2 separate regions of the Mus musculus genome follow, and region 2 is linked to region 1. Evidence: chromatin contacts called from public HiChIP or PLAC-seq data. All regions are on one chromosome and are shown on one strand. Each heading gives the region's core, a stretch centred on a gene start, on an enhancer-like site or on the middle of the called end of the contact. The rest is flanking DNA. Distances are from core to core; before and after follow the strand shown. Region 1 overlaps Mia3 (melanoma inhibitory activity 3). Region 2 overlaps Hhipl2 (hedgehog interacting protein-like 2).

What was found. HiChIP or PLAC-seq counts read pairs in DNA pulled down with a chosen protein or histone mark.
Region 2: an H3K27ac HiChIP or PLAC-seq map of trophoblast stem cells shows a contact between it and region 1, with 21 read pairs. The contact joins two enhancer-like sites. A contact is called at or near these places in 4 of 15 datasets of contacts at CTCF or cohesin (CD8 T cells, embryonic stem cells and pro-B cells), 78 of 484 Hi-C or Micro-C datasets (8-cell embryo, the AML12 cell line, the AtT-20 cell line and 43 more), 12 of 115 datasets of contacts at active chromatin or transcription factors (double positive thymocytes, embryonic stem cells, extraembryonic endoderm stem cells and 7 more) and 2 of 9 other capture datasets (adipose tissue and pancreatic islet).

The regions. Positions count from the first base shown.
Region 1 is chr1:183,348,104-183,351,616 of GRCm38.p6, forward strand. Mia3 (melanoma inhibitory activity 3) reads right to left here. Exons shown (of 26, transcript NM_177389.3): 6 at 2,861-3,003. It overlaps Gm34102 (a long non-coding RNA gene), which reads left to right. Exons shown (of 2, transcript XR_389733.4): 2 at 649-1,471. Among named protein-coding and RNA genes, the nearest start is that of Gm34102, 4.3 kb to the left of the region's middle. Within about 2 kb of position 1,943, at least 57 of the 459 cell types and tissues checked have an H3K27ac peak or open chromatin away from gene starts, as enhancers often do. A contact at or near this core is called in trophoblast stem cells, where this site is marked.
Region 2 is chr1:183,429,184-183,432,696 of GRCm38.p6, forward strand. The region is part of intron 6 of Hhipl2 (hedgehog interacting protein-like 2); the gene reads left to right. Among named protein-coding and RNA genes, the nearest start is that of Hhipl2, 12 kb to the left of the region's middle. Within about 2 kb of position 1,683, at least 2 of the 459 cell types and tissues checked have an H3K27ac peak or open chromatin away from gene starts, as enhancers often do. A contact at or near this core is called in trophoblast stem cells, where this site is marked.

The DNA.
Region 1 (3,513 bases), core at 693-3,192:
ACAACGAAATAAAATTTAAAAGGAGAATTACTAATGCACAGACCTCAGAACGAACGACATGTCAGGAAATCACTGTCACTAGCAAGACGCTGGGGCAGTCATCTTCCAAAGTCCCTTCTAACTGTAAGATTCCAAATATCACCAAACAACTGACCCATAAAGCTGACCTGTGGTGCTTCAGTTCCCCTAACCAAAGCGGACCAAATTGCCCTCCCTACCAGGTAGCTATGCTCCTTGCTGGAAACTTCACATCGCCTTGTTCATAGGTCCCCAGTTTTCCCATATAATCTTATTCTTACAAGGCCTTAAAAAATCAGGACTGGGACTAGAGAGATGTTCAGTGGTTAAGAGCACCAACTGCTCTTCCAAAGGTCCTGAGTTCAAATCCCAGCGACCACATGGTTGATCAAAACCATCTGTAATGAGATCTGATGTTCTCTTCTGGTGTGTCTAAAGGCAGCTACAGTGTACTTACTTATAATAATCTAAGAAACAAACCAACCAGGACTGTAACTTACAGGCACTAGTCCTCTCCTTCCACAGTGTGGGATGTGGGATTGAACTCAGGTAGTCAGACATGACAGCAAGTACCTTTATCTGCTGAGCCTTTTTGCTAACCCTCATATTAGAATCTTTGATTCCTAGCAGATGCCTTGTGCATATTGAGCCATTAAAGTGCTTTTTGGAGCTTGCCCTTTGAGCCAGAATCTTGGATCGCCATGTCCCGTCTTGCCTTTTATGTCTACGTCTTCCTCTGTCACCCTACAAGTGGACGCCATATCCTGTACCTTATCTGTGTCTCTCACTCAGCCCAAGAAGAAAGAGTCCTGTATATACGTAGAAATGTGAGGAAGACGGGCTTCCTTCCACTTTTAACCACTGCCTCCTTGAGATGCTCAAAGGACACTGGGCCTGGTTCAGTCACTGGAAGCATCCTAACTGTGACAGCTCAGAGCCAACAACACCTTTGCCAGGCAGCTGCCTCCAGCACAAGAAACCGTGGAGAAAACTGAAGATGGATTGGCTCTGCTCCATCCTTCTCATCAGGCAGCTTCTCCTCTGAATTTGCTGGGTACTCAGCATCTTTACACTGCCCTCTGACCATAAAGAAGAAGCGGGAGTGGGAGGAAACTCCACAGAGTCCCAGCCACCTCCCCAGACACTTTACACTGCCGACCACTTGGTTGTTGCAGTAGGAATAGTTTTCATTTGCCCTTCTCAGACAGGGAGGCCGAAATTCAAAGTTTAGTTATTTGCTGTTCGACATCTTACAGAATGGAACAGTGGTTGGCAGAGACGGAAAGGGGTGTTGGGAGGACAGGAAGGAATTAAATGGGGCTGAAAAGCACAGAGGAGCTTGTGCCGCATGTTCTGTATCGCAGTTAATGGATTATAACGGCCTGTGATACGTTTTCAAGTGATTAAAAGTGAGCTGTAGACATGGCTCAGTCGGCAAGGGTGCTTGCACCAACACTGATAACCTGGGCTTGATTCCGAACCCACATGGAAGAAGGAGAGAACTGACTCCTGCAGGTTGTCCCCTGACTGCCTCCCACATACATATGCACACACTCACGCACAAACATTAAATAAATGTAAGAACATTTCAAAAAAAAAAAATCAGAGGAATCATAGACATGAGCATTGCCCTGGTCATTATCCTGATTTGATCGTTACATAATATACACATCTATCAAATTACCATAACTCACATCATAAAGATTACACTTACTATGCTCCAATTAAACAAGGTTTAGTAACTAGCACAAACTTTTAAATCGAGATTGAAACCAGATCTCCCTGACTCAAAACCTGTTTTACAGAAAACATCAATAGCAAAACTCTATTACACAAGCGTCAAGATGACAGGCCCTACAGGAGGCCACGGTGACCACGATGACACTGCAGTCCTGACATCATTTGGCCTCCAGCCTAGTCCAATTTACCTAGAAAAACGTCCAGTTTCCACATACACCACGAGAGGGAGCTAAATCCTACAAACTTGACTAAGCTTCCAGAGATGTCAAATGTCTTACTTGGATCCAGACTCTCTTCAAAAAGATTAGCTTGAATAAACATTTTGCCATGATAGCTCTTTCTAGGAAATAGATCTGACCCACCACTTCTCTGTTTCAAACCTTCAAAGGGTACATAACATGGACAGCTTAACAGAACTCCTCAGGACACGCCTCCCTCACAGACACTCACCTTCCCTAGTCTCCCAGCATCCCCTTTCTCCATGTTTCCCTTTCTCTAGCATGCTGTCTTCTCTGTCCCTGTTGCCCACCCCCCTCTCCCAGTCCACTCTGTTCAACAGCAAACAATACTTCTTAATCCACATATGTATCAGCTAACTCCTAACTCTCTTGCTTCTCTACCAGCCGTGACAAAAACTGTCTCTTCTGTTTCAAGTGAACATCTCCAGCTCCCTGAGGTACTAAGAGGTCCCAGGGGACAAACCCTGCTTTATAGTTGTGTGCATGCCCAGCCCTGCCAGGGAATAAACTCTTGTGTGCTAACCTAAGGGCTCCTAATTAAAGCCATCCACCTGTGGCTCATTTCAGGAGGCACCTTCAGAGGATCGAAGCAGAGCTCATAAAGATATTTTAAATTCTTCACTCCAGGCTCAGATTCAACTTAAAACATGTTGCAAATCAAGCCAAGGTGGCAGCTCATGTCTACAGCATCAACACTTGGAGGTATTAGCCAGAGGATCAGCCTTGGCTGCACAGTGAATTTGAGGCCAGCCTCACCTATAAAAGACTGGCTATCATCAGCCCTTCTGTATACCCCCGCTCTGGAAACATCATGGTATTAATCAGTATTCTAGCAGAAGAAACTATACGTCTCCCTTACTTACCATCTTACTTAAATAAAGGATGAAGGCATAGAGGGAACCAAATGCACTTTCCAGAGGTGGGACAGCTGCTGGCTCCTCTGCAATTGTCTCTAGTTGCTTTTGTACATCTCCAGCCCCAACAGGACCACCTTCCATTACAGGACCTAAAAGGGGGCAACGGACAACATATTTTCTTTTATGCTTTAAAAGAAGAATTTTTCTCTTCATTTAAATAGTTACAGAGTGCCCTCTAAATATTAGTCACTAAGTGTCATGGCTTGAATATGCTTGGCCCAGGGAGTGGTACTAGTTGGGGGTGTGGCCTTGTTGGAGTAGGTGTGTCACTGTGATTGTGGGCTTTTAAGAACCCCATCCTAGCTGCCTGGAAGTTAGTATTCTCCTAGCAGCTTTCAGATGAAGAGTAAAACTCTCCACTCCTCCTGCATCATACCTGCCTGGACTTTCCCCTGTTCCCACCTTGATGATAATGGACTGAACCTCTGCACCTGTAAGCCAGCCCCAATCAAATGTTGTCCTTAAAAGACTTGCCTTGGTCATGGTGTCTGTTCACCTGACAAAGACACTTAAGCATAGAACATTTGAGACTCCTAAGGAAAATCACAGAGAAAAGCGAAGCCTCTGGGGTTTTAACTGTGGAGCCATCAGACCCTTCA
Region 2 (3,513 bases), core at 433-2,932, 81 kb after region 1:
TGGATGTAAAAGCTGTGTGTGTGTGTGAGAGAGAGAGAGAGCAAGAGCAAGGTATATGGTTATTTATTTTACAGAAGGCACCATTGCATCATTGGCCATTGAAGCCAAGGTTTGTACACATGTCTAAGGAACATGTTTGCTCCTAAGAATAGATAACCAGAGAGTGCATGTTTTAAAAAGAGATTTATTTATTTTATGCATGTAAGTACACTGTAGCTGTCTTCAGACACACCAGAAGAGGGCATCGGATATTGAATCCCATTACAGATGGTTGTGAGCCACTATATAGTTGCTGGGAATTAAACTCAGGACCTCTGGAAGAACGGTCAGTGTTCTTAACCATTGAGCCATCTCTCCAACCCCCAGAGAGTTCATTTTTAGTCTCAGCGGTCCATTAGTTAATGTTTCAACTTGAAAGGTTAAAGTTTCAAATTTTAAAGAAATTCCATTTTGTTTCCCTAAGTATGCACAGGATCTTTTTGTCTAGCCATGCTTAGGTTAGGTAAAAAAGGCAATAAGATGATGTCATAGGCTGGGGATGTAGCTCAGTTGCTAGAGTGCCTGAGGCACTGGGCTCATATCTGTAATACTGTATTTAGGACTGGAGGCAGGGGAATCCAGAAACTCAAGGTTATCCTTGGCTTACGGGGAGTCGGAGACTAATCTCACCCCCCCCCCCCACACACACATACACACAGAGAGAGAGACAGAGAGAGACAGAGAGACAGACACAAAGACAGAGACAGAGACAGAGACAGAAAAACTGAAAAGGAGCAACCCAGTATCTCTGAGCATCTCTCAGATACCTGAGATTCTTTATAAATGGGCGGCCAGGGCCGGGGAGTCCCTGAGTTTAGCTCTTCTCACTCAGAGCCTCAGGGTGGCTTCACAGGACCCTATCTTGAGGAGGTAATAAGGAAATCCAGTCATCTCCCTTTCCTCTCCTCTCAGTAGCTGCTGGATAGACACTTTGACAGGAATATTCAATAGCAGCAGAGAATGCTGTATATTTTCTTCCCCTCAGATATAGGTCAGATTAGACCAGATATAAAGTAATAAAGGCAGGTTTATTAGGAGGCAGCTCTCAGGTGGGCTAACCAGTCTCACAGGCGGAGGTTAGTGAAGTCGCATATCCAGGCTGAAGCAAGGGGATTTTTATAGAGCTTAGGGCCATAGAGATGGCGTGCCAGCTAGGAGCTGGGATTATATCCATTCATGGCCCAGAACTGAGCCCCTGGGCGTGCACTCTTGAGTGGGTTGTCAGAAACGGGGAGGTTAGGTTTTCTCAGTGTGGGCAAGGTTGGGGGAGGGAGGGCAGATAGGGGTTTCCCGGCTTGTGCAGGGGATGAGCAGGGGTCCCAGCCCAACAGAGGGTATTTTAGAAAATTCAAGAATTTTAAATAGAAAAAAGACTATGAGAGTTGCAAATTGGGAATCCAAACATTTAAAGGAATAGAAAAAAAACCACAGGCTGGCAAGAGGCTGCTCAGGGAAGAGAGGGTGGATCAGTGCAAGCCATTCATCCGCCCTGGTGGGGCCTCTCTACTGGAACCTCCCAGAAAGGTGCTTCTCTGCGACACAGAATCCTGGCTTTGGAGGTTTGGTTTGCAGAGCCTGTAGATACCAGTCAGAAGAGGAAAACCGGCTGCCTTTGGAAACAGTCACTTCTAGCAAACACAGCTAGTGTCCTCTAGGAAGTGGGACTGTGCCAAGGCTTTGCCCTGGGTCAGCCCTGAGGCCAGAGAAGCTGCCTCTAGGTGTGCTCCTTTCTCTTGTAAAAGCTCCTTTTCTTGTTCTCCCACTGAGACTCTTCCAGAGCAGAATTTCGTCTCCTCCATCAGTTGCTAGCTTTGGGTAAGGTGTCTTTCCGTGGAACTAGACTGGAGCACTTAGACTTGACACTGCGTGTTAACTGAAGAGAGCCTAAGTGGATGGCTGGCCTGGAGCAATCCCTGGGCCATTTTGCGAGCTGACCTAAGTAAAGGCTGGCCTGAGGAGGATGCTTGCGCAAGCCCTGCTGCATTAAAGTTAGCTTTCTGCCTGAAACAGACATTAAGAGGATGGCAAGATGGATCATCTGGTAAAGGTGCCACTAAGCCTGACAACCTGGATTCCATCCAGGTACCCAAAGAGAGATCTGCTTTCTGCAGCTTTTCCTCCAATCTCCACACATGGGCCATGACACACACGCTTCTCATATACCCCAATTCACAAGTAAGATGTAAAATAGATACTCAAAATGTTAGCTCCATACCATCGATAAAATTTTGTATTTTCTCCTAAATATAGAACTGGAAGTTTTGGGTATGTTCAAAACATACATATTACATAGGCTGTAGCAGATAAAGTAAACACACAGTAAGATAGCCCCTGCTTCCCACTTTGGAGCTCGTGTGTGTTCTAGAAGGTTCCTGTCAGAGCGGCCTGAGTTTGTGTGACTATTGGAAGGCAGCTCATTTATCTGATGGTGTTTGGTGTTTCCAGTCAATTAGTACAACTGAATCCAGAGAAGGATACGCCCTGACTGACATCCCTTCTCAGAACAGTTATAAACACGTCTTCTATCAGTATGTGAAGCCACAGTGTTTACGATACTTGTTACTAAGAAGTCACGTAAGCCTTGTGAGTGAGTCGAATACTGTGTAACCCGCTAGCATTGTGTTGGGTTGACAGAGCTGCTGAGACACTTGCTCCCGAGATAAAAAAGAGTAGAGGGCTGAGGAGATGGCCCAGTTGTCAAGTGTCACCCTGCAAGTACAAAGACCCCAAGTTCAGTTCCCCAACACTCAGGTATAAGCTGGGTGTGGTAGTGTGCTGTGACCTCCGTGCTGGAGAGGAAGAGGCAGGTGGACCCTGGCGCTCAGCAGCCAGCCAGCCCAGCCAGACCCTGTTTCAAACATAAGATGGTGAAGAGTCAAGAGGGACACTCAACGTCAACCGGTGGCCTCTGTATGCTGACGCATATGTGTGCACCTCACATATATGAACACATACATACGCATCCTCCCTCCCTTCCCCATGACAAGCCACTCTCAATGTTATTCCGTGCTTCCTGAAGCATGGTGACTCTCTTTTATGAGCGAATTAATATGGGGAGGGGGCAGGGTGTTACGTAGATTGGGAGGTCTCTCAGGGTAGCACAGCTCTGAAACGGTGTTATGAGAGCTCATGTCTAGAATTACCCAGGTAGCACTGGGGCTGAGGCCCACCCTCAAGCACAACTATGCCTGGCACAGACGACCACCGGGTGCAGGGAAGTAGATTCTTCCACCAGGAAGTAATGGAGATGTTTTCCGAAAGCCAGGCAGGAAGGACTGGGAGGAAGCGGGGCTCTTTCTAAATGTGATCCTGGAGGGTGTGGTTGGAGGTGTTTGGCATGGGGGTGTGGAGAGGAGCAAGAGGAAAGGCTGATAGGGTGGGGACTGGCCAGAAAGAAATCAACAATGCTGTCACCTGTCACCGAGGAAGAAAATGCCAAAGCCAGGCTGACAGGAAACAGGGATGGAGGGACAG